Regions from separate parts of the Mus musculus genome. Here region 1 is linked to region 2. The links are chromatin contacts, called in public Hi-C maps. All regions are on one chromosome and are shown on one strand. Each heading gives the region's core, a stretch centred on a gene start, on an enhancer-like site or on the middle of the called end of the contact. The rest is flanking DNA. Distances are from core to core; before and after follow the strand shown.

Evidence for each region. Hi-C and Micro-C count contacts between places; a contact is called where the count stands out from the background.
Region 1: a Hi-C map of rod photoreceptor shows a contact between it and region 2, with 2.7 times the contacts expected there. The contact joins two enhancer-like sites. A contact is called at or near these places in 5 of 39 promoter capture datasets (the C10 cell line, HPC-7-derived erythroid cells, embryonic stem cells and 2 more), 7 of 484 Hi-C or Micro-C datasets (the HPC-7 cell line, LSK cells, Th1 cells and 3 more), 1 of 115 datasets of contacts at active chromatin or transcription factors (memory CD8 T cells) and 5 of 9 other capture datasets (adipose tissue, embryonic stem cells, liver and 2 more).

Annotation. Positions count from the first base shown.
Region 1 is chr12:116,154,470-116,160,947 of GRCm38.p6, reverse strand. No RefSeq gene overlaps it. Among named protein-coding and RNA genes, the nearest start is that of Gm23732, 16 kb to the left of the region's middle. Within about 2 kb of position 3,932, at least 6 of the 459 cell types and tissues checked have an H3K27ac peak or open chromatin away from gene starts, as enhancers often do. A contact at or near this core is called in rod photoreceptor, where this site is marked.
Region 2 is chr12:116,081,298-116,088,298 of GRCm38.p6, reverse strand. The region is part of intron 2 of Vipr2 (vasoactive intestinal peptide receptor 2); the gene reads right to left. Among named protein-coding and RNA genes, the nearest start is that of Gm46383, 6.6 kb to the right of the region's middle. Within about 2 kb of position 4,953, at least 8 of the 459 cell types and tissues checked have an H3K27ac peak or open chromatin away from gene starts, as enhancers often do. A contact at or near this core is called in rod photoreceptor, where this site is marked.

The DNA.
Region 1 (6,478 bases), core at 2,683-5,182, 74 kb before region 2:
TATTTAGATACTAGTATACACACTCACACATTTAACAACTATTAGTGAAAAAAAATCCATGAATTTTAAAGGAGATGGGAGGGTAGAAAGGGAAGGAGAAATAATGTAATTATATTATAATCTCAAAAAATTAAAATAAAAAACTGTGCAGAAAAACCACAGTGAAGTGGTCACATTTAGCCAATAGACAGTCATGATTACGGGGCAGGACCGAGGTGAGTACCTTTCTACTATGGCTATTGCATCTTGCTGTGACCTAAGTGGTCTTTTATTAAAGAAGAAATTGGGTAGCAGTGCCACGCTTGCCAAGTTTGATGGATTCCTCGCGTTTTTTCTCTTGGTCTTAGTCTTTTCAAGCTGCATTCTGATTTGTAGTGAAAAGCATAAACTAAGGAGATCCAAATGGGAGTGTCTGGATGATCAAGAATGAAACTCATATGCTAAAGGCAAATAGCTCAGATCTTCACTGCAATCAAGGATGTGACAGCTGAGGGCTGGGCGGTGGTGTCACATGCCTTTAATCCCAGCACTCGGGAGGCAGAGGCAGGCAGATTTCTGAGTTCGAGGCCAGCCTGGTCTACAGAGTGAGTTCCAGGACAGCTAGGACTACGCAGAGAAATCCTGTCTCGAAAAACCAAAAAAAAAAAAAAAAAAAAAGGATGACTTGCTGAATTCTCAACGGATTCATGTTTTCTCACAGGCTTTGCTCTTGTAGGAAATAGTAATCAGAAACGGGCCCTTCAGCTCTCTTGGGCTCCAAACCATGACTTATGCAGAAAGAAGTTAATTTTGGGTCTACATGCTTGTGTCACAGTGAGTGTTGGTTTGCTCTGCTGTCACATGGCCAGTATATGGTTAGGCCTCTCAAAGCCCCATTCAGATGCTGCTATGAAGGCATTTGTGGATTTGATATGCTTTCCAACAGGCTGACTTTAGTAAACTTAGACAGTCTCAGCAAACAACTCATGCAGAGAGCCTAAAAGAACACACAGATTTCCATGAAGAAGAGATTGTTGCAGTCTGGAACATAAACACCACCTACTGGCCTGGCCTGCTGGACAGTCTAAGGATGACAACTGCAGAAGCCAGTTAGCTAATCTGTGGTCAATCCTGAATCTATCTGTGTAGCTGACTGATCCACAGTGGATTATGAAAATCAATTAATATGAAATTATCTTGTACATGGTGGGTAAATAAGTAGGAAGGGTCATGCACGTTTGGTGGCTTGAATTCTGTAGCTGACGCTGAAGGATTATACACATTGTGTTGCTTTGCCCTGCTTCACACAGCCAAAATTCAGAGATCTCCATACATTTTTGAGGCCTGTTGCCATGGAGCAGCTGCTTTTCGGGGGATCTGAAATCTGTGTTTGGGGCTAGGTTGCTTGCTGCTCAGCATTATGCCAACCTTGTCAACTTCTGACATGGCCCTAGTCTGGAGGTCTTCTGAGATACATCTTAGATAACTTGGGCTATGGGAGTAAGCCGGCCTCGTCGTCATCTTGGCATGCATGAGCTGTACACTCAGGGAGGCAGTTGTAGGAGGGGCCACACTTCTCATTAGCTTGTCCTCTGGCGTCAGCTTCATGGAGCTGTCTCTGTGGAGTGATTTTTCAGCTGTTAATGCAGGCTGAGTCCCACTTTAGTAAATTATTTTATAAACAGCTTATGCATGTTTAAAAGTGATTTACAGTCCTCAAAATAGGACACACTAATCCAAAAATCCACGCACACCACAAAACTCGGTCAATGTACTGAAATAATATTTGAACAGAGTAGAAAACATATGCTTCGAAGGCCAAGACAAAGGCCATGTGATGAAAAGAATGGACTTTGCTAGGATAGATTGAGACCCCCTTTCCCATGATCTCCCATTACTCCCCTATTGCATGGTTTCCAAAACATTCACTCATAGTGATAGTGATGTCCCCGGGCAGTCTCTGTGTTCTAGGTGAACTTTCAAGACGCTTAACCTCAGCTATGGCTCATGTGTGGCAACTGAGCTTTTGATTCTGATGACGCTGAGGGTTGAGTAGATGTGCCCCAGGAACTGTCTTTACAAGGTCAAGAGACTTTTGAGAATCAAAAGGTCAAGGTCAAGAGGATACAATTCCTTTGTATTCTCAGCAGCTAGGATTTTGAGTTTCTCAGTATGGCTGCTGATCGATCAGAGTAAGCTGACAAATACTGGGCTGTGAGCCTAGCGATTAAAAATGAAAAGCTAGGCTAGAGAAAAAGGTTGAGTTTAGATAATGAGTTAGAAGGACATTCTCTACAGGTTCTGTGAAATATTACATTAACGTTCTGCTTAGTGAATGCACAGTGTTCTATGTGAATGGTGAGTTTGGACCTGGCAGCTGATCCTGTTGGCTATAACACAGTGGCGTGTGACTCTACAAGACTGCTAGCTAGAGCCAGATTAACCTTCCTATGCCTTTTTGACTTCTCTTTACCAGCCAGTCTCTTAGGAGACTGCAAGCTGAGCTCAGTAAGATGCCTAGTGTAGTTTCTACAGGGCCAGAGGGAGAAGGTATATCAAGGGTTTCTTGATTTCTGCTTGTCTGCAGACCCAATGGGGCAAGGATCTTCTTGATCTAGTGGATTGGTTCTGGGAATCAGGGGTCTCCTTTAGGCCTAGTTTTCTGGATTGCACTTGCGGGTCTGTTCTGAAGACAGGGCACAGAAGACAAATCCAGTGGCTTACACTCTTTAGTGTTATAGAAAATGTCACCTGCAAGTACTGTCTTACCAGGGTAAAGAAGGATCTTTTTTGAGCTGGAGCCAGGGGAATTGAGTTGATGCCTAGCCCAACAGATGAATGGGGAGGCTCCCATTCTTTTCCTCCATACCTAACACTTTCTTTCAAAACAGGCCACAGCTGGTTGTTACTTTTACTCAAATATTCACATGTGTCTTTTCTCTTGTGCTTTAGGTCCTTAAATAAATAGTCGAACAATTACCAGGATGGGTGGTGGTGGTGGTGCGGGGAGATGTTTACCATCTTCCAGGTACTCTTAAAACCAGGAGAACCATAGTCTGGTTCTCACAGAACTCACACTATGGCACACACAGGTAGCCCTCATAGTTTCCACCGTCATCGAGTGGCCTACTTAAACGAAATCTATGTTTGGAGAAAATGGGTGAACATTCAGTGGTGCCTGTTGCAAGTCACGACTGGGTGGGTGAGAGAGCCTTGCCTTACAAGTTCTGGGCAGGTCCTGCATGGCTTCACTCTTTTCTGGAGTATATCTCAGAATTTGCTTCTCCTCAGAATTATTCTTGGCTTCACCCAAACTCAACCTGTAAATAGATCAGGTCTGAGCCGTGAGTTTCCCTTGGACAGGTCCTTTGTGTTGGCCTGTACCTGGTATTAGGGAAGTCACAAACAGCATATATTTGCTGGGCACCAAGCCCTAGGGAGACTTCTAAGACTTGTACCCTCTGAGTCTCCCTCCTTAGAGTGCTAAGATCTGATACTCTGAGGCTCTATGGGCAAAGAGATTGAGTCAGCCATATTCCCTGCCCTGCACCACATGACCTGGATCTTTCGAGGGTAACTCCTCCCATTCTTGGCTCTTTATTCCTGAGACATAAATCCCAGCTGGGATAACTAATAAAAACTATAGTAAGACCCAAAGCTGTGTACAGTGATTAGTGCGAACAGATGCTAGTGCATGAGAGCTGCTTTTCTGTGGTCCTGACCTACTTCCAGTGTAAAAGCACTGCCAATCCCCACAGACTGGTGGCTGCAAAGCAGGCCTCAGCAGAGCCTTGATTAATCGGTACTTTGTTTTTCTACTTCAGCATCTAATGAATTATTAATCTCCACTGGAAATATATAAATTCCAACTTGTCTCACAGATGCAGACGCTAGGACTTTGTGTCAAGGTGAGAGCAGTGAGCTGTTGGAGCCATCCATCCAGCATCGTTAGGGGGATGGGACAGTTTCATGTATCTCTGAGGAGGCACAGAGAAGCACAGCAAAGGCCAGTGGGATGAGCAGTGTGAGTTAAAGAAACGACATTCAGGTCTAACCCAAGTGTCAGGTGGGTGAATTATAGTGAACGTGTACCAGCATGTAACTACTCTGGCCAGGCACATAGAGTCAAGGGCTTTGCAGTTTCCCCTCCTTGAAATGTTCCTTCTATGTGGCCCTTCCAACAAAACATGCCTATTCTGAGAATGTGGCACCCTTCAGATTGTTCTAGAAAAGAGAATTGAAGTAAGACATCCTTTCAGGACTAAGACCCCATACATCAGAAAGCCTGTGCCCACAAGAGGCTCTGAAAACTGTCCCACGGGGCACACATTCCACAGGTTGGTGGAGTATAAAGCTAGGTAATGTGTATGGATTCCTTTACATGATTGATTAATGGATGAGTTTCTCCCAAGTCTGAGTTGATAGAGTGTAAGCCAGGCAACAAATGAATAAGAATTACAAGGGAGGAGAAAGGGGAATAGAAAGGGAGTGAAAGAAAGAAAGAAAAAGTTCAGTTACTTCAAAGCAACTCTGCTTATGATGAGGCTCATTCACAAAACAGGGTAACACCTCTGTCTTAGTCAGGTTTTCTATTCCTCACAAACATCATGACCAAGAAGCAGCTTGGGGAGGAAAGGGTTTATTCAGCTTACACTTCCACACTGCTGTTCATCCCCAAAGGAAGTCAGGACTGAAACTCAAGCAGGTCAGGAGGCAGGAGCTGATGCAGAGGCCATGGAGGGATGTTACTTACTGGCTTGCTTCCTGTGGCTTGTTCAGCTTGCTTTCTTATAGAACCCAAGACTTCCAGCCCAGGGATGGCACCACCCACAAGGGGCCCTCCCCCCTCCCCCCTCCCCCCTTCCACCCTTGATCACTAATTGAGAAAATGTCTTACAGCTGGATCTCATGGAGGCCTTTCCTCAAGGGAGGCTCCTTCTATGTGATAACTCCAGCTCGTGTCAAGTTGACACACAAAACCAGCCAGTACACACCTCCCTTCGGACATCTTCGGACATCGTCGGACTTTGTGATGAGGGGTTAGCAGACAGGACCAGCCCAGCCACACCATCCCAAGGCCTATGACTGTTATGAACCTAAAATAGTTAATATCTGCCTATTCACACCAGTCTGCTGACCCCCGGGGACACGGTTTGTTCTGCTGTGTGATGTGACATCTGCAGCATGTGTCTGGGAGCAAGTGCCCTGTCTCAGAGGTGCCATATTCCCCAGGCACAGTAGAACATAGGAATCGCTTGCTTTGTTTCTGTCTCTCACAGTACCTGCTGGTCGCAGTCCCAATACCTCCTGTGTATCTCTTACAGGTAGCATGGCTGGGTCAATCCCTTGCCTGCTTTCTTACCCCGTCATCCTCTAAAACAGTCCTGGATGCTTTAGTCAAGGCCTTACTTGCCCAGGAGGACTCTGCACAGGGCAGGGACACCTGAACACAGGATTCCCAATAGGCTAAAGCAAGAAGGCTGGAAAGAGCCAGCGCTTCTGTGGCTTCATATGATCACAGATTCTCCTTGAGGGTGCTGCTTATAGAAACAAATGACCCAAAGGTGCCTGAAAAACAGGAAGGTGAGCCCTGAGGTTACCTCCCCAGATACTTGACCAGGATAGACAGCTTCTCCATGGGCTTTCTTGGTGCTGCACTTTTAATATGTTCCCCCCAAAGTTCATGTTTTAGAAACGTATTCCCCGAAGTCATGATGATGTTTGGAGGTAGGGCTTCTGGAAGGTGACTGAACTAGATAAAATCCTAAGGGTGACATTACAGCTTTTTGAGAAGAGGAACAGAAGGCTGAGCTGGCACACTTGCTCTGTTTGGCTATGGGATTCCATAGAGCCCAAGGTCCTTGAAGAGAAGAGATGAGAGGGTGCTCACACCATATTCTTGTCCCCAGTACCATGTTTGAGAATGGTTGGTCAGGGTAGTCAGAGTGGCTCCACGACAATATAGACTATGGTTCTAGCCCTTGGTTGCCTTGCATAGGTAAACACCTATTGCTGAAGGCACTGCATACTTTAGCATACAGGGTTTCAATTATTCCAGCTGGACTTAGCCTGAAAGCTTTCCTTCTGTGGTCTACCTTTCATGGTACCAGAAAATGCTATGAAATCTGTCAAGGGAGAGAAGCAATTAATAGTCCTGCCCAACTATGACATCTAAAAACCACAAAAATGACCAGCAATTTGTTGGTGGATTTGAGGGCTACTCAAGAGGAAGGGAGCAGTCCCCGGTAACTACAGACCCAACTGACTTCCCAGGCCTAGTGAGGTCATGGATCTTAAAAAAGAATCTACTACTGCCATTCTTGTTTGATATTTTCTTTTTGCATTTACTAAGTATTTTATAAATATGACCTTTGTTAACAGACACAAAACCCCCTTCTTTGTCAGATGAAATGTTTTAAGATTTTAGTTTAATCTGATACAATGATGAAATTCTTAAATTATGTGAATGATCTAGTGTCATTCTTTTAGGTGTAATTTC
Region 2 (7,001 bases), core at 3,704-6,203:
TAGTATTAGGTGGGGCACTCAGGCCCTCCACCTGACTTGACAATGCAGAGAAAATGCTTTTACTCCTGAACAAGGAGGCATAGTACAGATGTGGATGCTCTCTGAACAGCTGCTCTACAAGCTGCCAAACTGTTGTGTAGTTATTTTCTCCAAATCTGAACACTTTTTCTCGTGTGAAGGAGAGAGGCCACAGATGCTGGAAACTCATTAAAAGACTTATGAGGTCTCTCCTCCAAATGATATATAATTATTTATGTAAATAATTTCTGGGGGGCAGGAGGAGAGAAGATTATTCATTGTTGCTACCAGGAAACTGTACAGGGGATGACAGTGTTGCTACCATAAGTAATCCAATAAGCATAATGGTTCATCAAACTGGCCTTGTGCAATGGTTTTTTTTTTTTTTTTTTTTTTTTTTTTGCCTGTTGTTGGTCTTTTGCCTGTTGTTGGTGCTCTGTCCAGGGTAAATATGTATGTTCTCATACTGCCCCAGTAAAAGTCTAGAATCCACAGACATCTTACAACCAGGACTTTCTTGTCTTAATGTTCACTGTACACAAGGCTCCAAAGCAATGGATAAATCTACACAGAAAGCAGGAAGTGGACCACCTGGGTCTGAATTTCATAGCCCCTAGGAATGTGAATGCAATGTGCTGGCTCTCTCTGTGGATGGCTGTGGATGCAGGCTACTCAAGTTGCTAATTGTAACAACAGTTGCTATTCTGGGGGCTTTGGAGTCTCAGTTAGTTGCTCTGACTGTAGACAGAGGTTACAGGAGCTCTGCTGAGAGGATTCATCCCTTTCTTTTGTTCTGAGGATGCTTCGTTTGTTCTTAAAATATTGCCAGTGAGATCAGAACTCCATCTATGCATTAGCTCATCTAGGTATGTTGCCAAATGCCATTTTAGGAAAGCTGCAATTAGGAATAATGACAGTAACTGAACTGGGAGAAGCACAGCAAAGAATCCTTTTGAGGGAAATACCCAAAGCAATAGCCTGTCAAGACTCATGAATGAAGCACCCAAGGAAAGCACGCCCCTCTCAGGAGACAGTTAATGTGGTTATAGATGAGCGCACACTGGGGCCATAAGAGATCCCAAAGATTATGCATGGAGCAGGCTTAGGGTCCATCAGGAACCTGGTTACCCATGGAGACAGAAGCTAGTCAGGACGCTGCTCCTTCCTATTGGCCCTGCAGTTTTAAACGTATTGTGGTCATGCTGCTTATGTGTTGGGAATCATGAGGCTTTCACAAAGGGTTTCTAAACACCTACTATGCTTGGGGCCACACTGTGGACACAGTAGCATTATCTTAGGACAGTCTTGACAGAGAGCCCTTCCTACAAGGAAGGGTAGTAGAAGCTTAGCCTGGAGCATGCTGATGAATGAGACCACTCCTAGTATTAGAGAAACGGTGGCAAATCAGGCCAGGTTAGAAGGTTCTTCAAAGCCAGGACTCCACGTGTTTGGAGTGCCACAAGACATTGTACAGGATCCAGGTAAAAATGCTCACATCCCTAATCAGGGGATGGCTAGAATTTCATCCTCTGTCTCTAGGGTGAAGTATTAGCTAAGACCTGGAAAGACCATTTACAGGGAATTACTGCTGGATGGCATTGGAAAGTCAGCTCACATCTGGCTTTTGAATCTAAAGCAGGTTTATTTGGGGGTTAAGGTGGATCCCAAAGGTTGAAACCAGATTCTAGAACACGGGCTAAGTTTGCACCATGATTCAGACCCAGAAGCAACACAATTTGCTAAATGAACAAAAAGGGTTTTATAAAGTAGTATGCAGATCTGGACAGAGCCTACATTTTTGACAGGGGAACTCTGCCAAATCCTATAAAACCCCAATATCAGTGCATTCCAGCAGGAGTCACTATAATCCATGTGGAGAGACCTGCTTAGTCACTGGCACATAAAGACTGAGTGCAGAACCTAGCCCTTAAGATAGGAGACTGTTTACTACCTGACAGGTCCAGGTCCTCATGTAGTACCATGTGGACAGTGGGTAGTAAGGGGACACAATGTGGGTACCTAACCAATGCATGTGCTGAATATTTGCAAAATGTTGACCCTCTGACTCATGAGGGCATTCACAGTGCTCGGGCTGATGGCGTAGTTTCCTCCCATATGAAACACTCTAGAAGCTTTTCTCCAGGTTCTACCATGGCTCAGGGTCTGGCTGTTACCGTCGGAAGTTCAAGACTGGGCAGAGCTGGGTAATATTTTTCATAGCAACAGATCCCATCTGGAGATCCATCACTGGCATGAGACATCCTGCCCATGGATCTCAAGATAATCTCCCTCAGATTCATGATCAGGACTTAGTGACGTCCCACAACCACGCCAGTGTATCTACTAGCAGGCCCTGACATATCTAGGCAGGAACTGACCCAGGCAAGGAGACCAAAGTTGTGGCTACTCTAGGAAGTTGTGACTTCAACCCTTCACGGGAGTTAATGCCAAGCCACCATCCAGCGGTAGCCAGGACAAAATTGTATCAATGTAGAACCAGAGGACTATGTTTTCCAGGGTGCCTAGGCCCTGGAAAGTCAGCAGTCAGTGCTTTGGGTTAGGATTCAGTGATGCCATCCCACCTTCTTGGGAACAGACCCTGTCCCTCAACCCCTCAAGGCTAGTTCTGAGGAGTAAGTACTTCCTGTTCTGGCCTCTGTCGTGAAGGGCTGACATGTCCCTGAGATGACTGGGCTGTGCAGCTAGAACATTCTCTTTTCAGCTAACTTTGATCCTTCCTTCTGTACAAGGCAGAAGGAGTCTGAGCATTGTCTGTCACTCCCTGCTGAGCACAGCCCCTGATGGATCTCTTCCTTCACCATCCTTCCTCAGGCATAGGATCAGGCTTAGCCAACCCCACAGAGGCCATTTCCCTGAACTCTGAGTGGCTTTCTTCTGTGGGACACCGTAGGGCAGCACTGCACATTGTACCCTCCAGGCCTTTCTGCCCTTCTATCCTTGTAGTTCGGCCTCTTGCTCCCCGAAAAGGCTTTGGGGAGTTGCTGTCCCCCACCACTTTCCACAAGAAACATTTTCATTTCTCTTCAGAATGCTATTGGCTTGTTGTGTTTCTTTATTTCCAAGGATGCCCTGACCTCCCTAAAGCATAGCGCATACCGAGACACTGCCCTCCAAGGCCCTCAGTGTATCTCCACCCTCGGGGCTACACATATCCACTCTGCTCTCTTTCCTCATCTGTGCTGATGTCCCTAGCCTGCCACTGCCACAACCCCCTCTTACTTCCTACATCTGAGATCAGCCTGGCACACGTCTCTCATGCCATTACCAAAGTCCCAGGTGGAAGTCCCCTCTCCCCTTCCTTGTAAATCCCAGGACATTTTTGGCGCAACCATGTGTGCGTGTATATGTTCACAGAGTGCTTACAGATTACAGATTAACCTCCTGGGGGGGGTGTCCACAAAGTACCACACAGCTTCATGGCATGTGTTTCACTCTGATCCATAACTTGTGGCCTACTGTCATACTCAAGTCTTCTCAGGGCAGCTCAGGGAAGGTTAGGCAACACCTCATTCCATACTTAAGCAACCCAGACTCTGGGGTTATCTGTACCACCTCGTGTGGTGTCTGTCCAGCGAGTTGTCTCATCTAGAAAAGCCACAGCTGCTCCCAGAAGCCTTAACTTATGTCCAGAAAAGATGGAAAGAGGTTTATGTCAAGGTTATAATGTGGAAATCAACACAGAGAAGCAGCCAGATCTAGACCTCAGAGAGACGAACACAGGGTGCTGCCTAGAGCCTCATAAGCCAGCACAGGTCCAAAGAAAGAAAACACTCATTTCAACAGGCAGGTGGAACTTGCAATCTGTGGCTCAGCATTTAAGTGGCACTCCTGCCTCTGAGCAGACACAGAAGAATGAGGCAATGTCCTTCTAGAAAATTCTGCTCTGTTTCTAACAAGCAATAGATACAGAGCCAGCAGGTGTAGACCTAGAAAGCCCTCCTGTCTGGACTCAATGTCCTTACCCTGAGGTCTTGGGCTTCTGGAAGCAAGTCCAGGACCCCTTACTCTTACCAAACAGAGAAAGCCTCAGGTAGCACAGGAGTGCGCATCTTCCTTTGTACTGAACACCCCGCAGTGCCTACTCACTGTGTCAGGCCTGTGCCAGGCACATGACACTGTTTCTGGACCCCAGCACCTGCTGGGAGTACACAGCACGGCTTTCCTCTTGCTTTAAGATTTCTCCTCAGGGTCCAGTCGTCACTGACCAAGAGGGACTGCATCATGCAGACCTTGCTACTTACATGGTCATGAGAAACTGACTTAATTTCATGATTAGTTACTTGAAGTCACTATATGGTGAGTTATTTTATTCCTTAGAACATCGTTTCTAATAGGGACGTATTGTCACTCATCTGAAAGTTCAATAGCTGAAAGGAACCAAAAGAACGTGCTAGATATTACGTAAACTCAAAGGAGAGTGTAGAGATGACACAGTCTAGTCTCCAAACGAAAGGAGAGAGGGGAGATCAAGACACAGAACAAACACATGGATGGTTTTCAAGGGCACTGTGCACCAGCACTGTCAGCCTCACAGGGCAAGGCAGGAGAGGCATGGACACACTTCTTACTGCAGTACTTTTTTTTCTGTGTTCATAGTCACTAATTTCTAACACTAATTTTGGATGTAAAAATGTTCATTCCTTCTGTAAAAGCCAGTTGAAATATTTTTAAAGGCATGGTGTAAGATTTGTGAGATGTAACAGGAACCAAACATGTTCTCTTTGTCTCTCTCAAGAACAACAGGGTAGAAGGATTAGTGGCCATGTGCTGTGGTCACTGGTGACCACACACCATTCCTGGATAATAAAAAGAAGCTGTTTCAGTCTGCTAAATGCTCTCCAGTGTGGGCTTCGGAGCCCCTCTTCTAAGAAGACTCTAACTGTTCGCATCTGCTTCTCTTCTGAGGATGTCACATGCAAACAGCCTTGGGCAACAGAGGCCGTGTTTGTGTTCCTCTGGGCGGTCTGGCAACTAAGGCACCCCACACACTCCCGGATCCTTAACTTGCTGTCAGGATCCTAACAAGCTGCTGTGGATGCTGTGGATTTACTAGGGTGGGGCTGTGACCCAGATACATGGGCCTTGGATCTGAGAGTCTTCAAAGTAGTAAACCATGGTGAGTGCGAAGCTCCTGCTCTACGCCGTGTGAGAAGCAGGGAAGTCTGTCTGTCTCTGGCCCAACATTTCCCATCTTCTGCTGTTACCACGAACCTGTGGCTGGCTACTCTCAGTCCAGCTCGTCAGCAGGGAATAACAAGGCCCTCACAGTCCCTCCAAGGAGTCCAATGCTCTGTTTAAAACAAACCAACGGCCACTGCTCAGCACCTTTTTTTACCTGGTTCTAAGTAGATTGTAGTAAAACACATCCTTTGGCAAACACCACCTACTTTTTCAGGGAGGGGGTCATCAAAGCACACCAGTCTAACTTTTGTGCTGCCAATTCCTGGAGTAGCCATAGATGCCATAAGAAAGCCACAGGAAAGTTCCTATACTGACTTCCCTGAGAATATTCCTCCACCCTCAACCATCTGTGACGTTAGGCTCCTCATCCTCATATTGTCAAGATTAAGTTTGTCTTAGCAGTGAATCAAAATTCAACTACAGGACTCCAAATACCTCCACAGCTTTCTGAGTCCTTTTTAGAACTGGTTTTGTATGGATTTACTACATCTTTTTGTTTTGTTTTGTTTTGTTTTGTTTTGTTTTCTTGATACATCATAAAACAAAGTGGAAGAGTTCCATATTAGGATTGTGGAAGTTATTTTGTCAACATCAAAGCTACTTTATTTCTAATTTCTGAGGTTCTTCTAGACCAATTACACACTGCCACCGATTATGAAAGTAGCGCTCACAGATGTTAGGAGCTCAGCAATGTCACTTGTGACTTCATGAGGATATGTCCTGTGGCCTTGTCCTACCAGAAGTGCTCTCTCAGCTCTGGCTCTGCACAGCCTCTGGCTCTCAATGCCTGCAGCATCTTCATCCTGGTAACCTACTGCTATTTATACTCTTGGCATTGGAACTCTGCATATTTCAGAGAGGACTAGGGTCACAGGCTATCTCTTCTGAGAGCTGCACAGTGGCTGGCTGATGGTCAGCTCTGCTCTCCTGAGGGTGGCTAGCTAATGACCAAGAAGTTCTTGCAAAACAGAAAGGTGGATGAATCAGATATACATATACTTTTCTCGTAAGCTAACACTGAAAATAAGAGCCCACAACATGAAACGTCCAAGTAGGCATCCGTTCTTGCAAGAAAAAGCAATGAGGTTTGTCTGTATGACAAACAAGGGTGAAGTCCCACAGACTTGATCCACCTGGCCATGCCAGACAAGCACTAAGGAAATCTGAGCAGTTTTCATAGACTCTACCTAGGATGTCCATGCAGGTTGTCCCCTGGGAACCCAGGAAGCTTGTCACAGGAGGTCATCTTTGAGAGGGCCACTCATCAGGAGACCATTAGCAGCTCTAGCCATCACTGGCCACAGTGGTCTGCCAAGCTCCCATTTTAATTTCATTTTTTAAAAAAATACTTATTTCAATTTTACATGTATGAATGCTTGCCTGGAAGCATACACACATATTACGTGTATGCAGAAGCCTATGGAGTTGAAGAGGGCACTGGGTTTCTAGGAACTGTAGTTATAAATGTGATGCCATGGGTGTTGGGAACCCAGCAAGTGCTCATGGCTACTAAGTCATCTCACCAGCCTCATGTCTAAGTTCCTTTCCTCTTCCTCCTCCTCTTCTTCATCTTGTTATTGTTATAATCATTATTGTTGTTGTTGTTTGGTGTGTGTGTGCGCACGCGTGCGCCTTTGCCACAGGAATGCTTTTCTGAACTCTGAGGTTTTTACTGAACAGAGCCAGCCTCGGTGACCACAGTGCTGACCCATAGCTCTCATTTGTTGCCAACTGAAGTCAGTTTTTTAGTGCTAGCCCTTCATTGGAGCAGTGAGACTGAC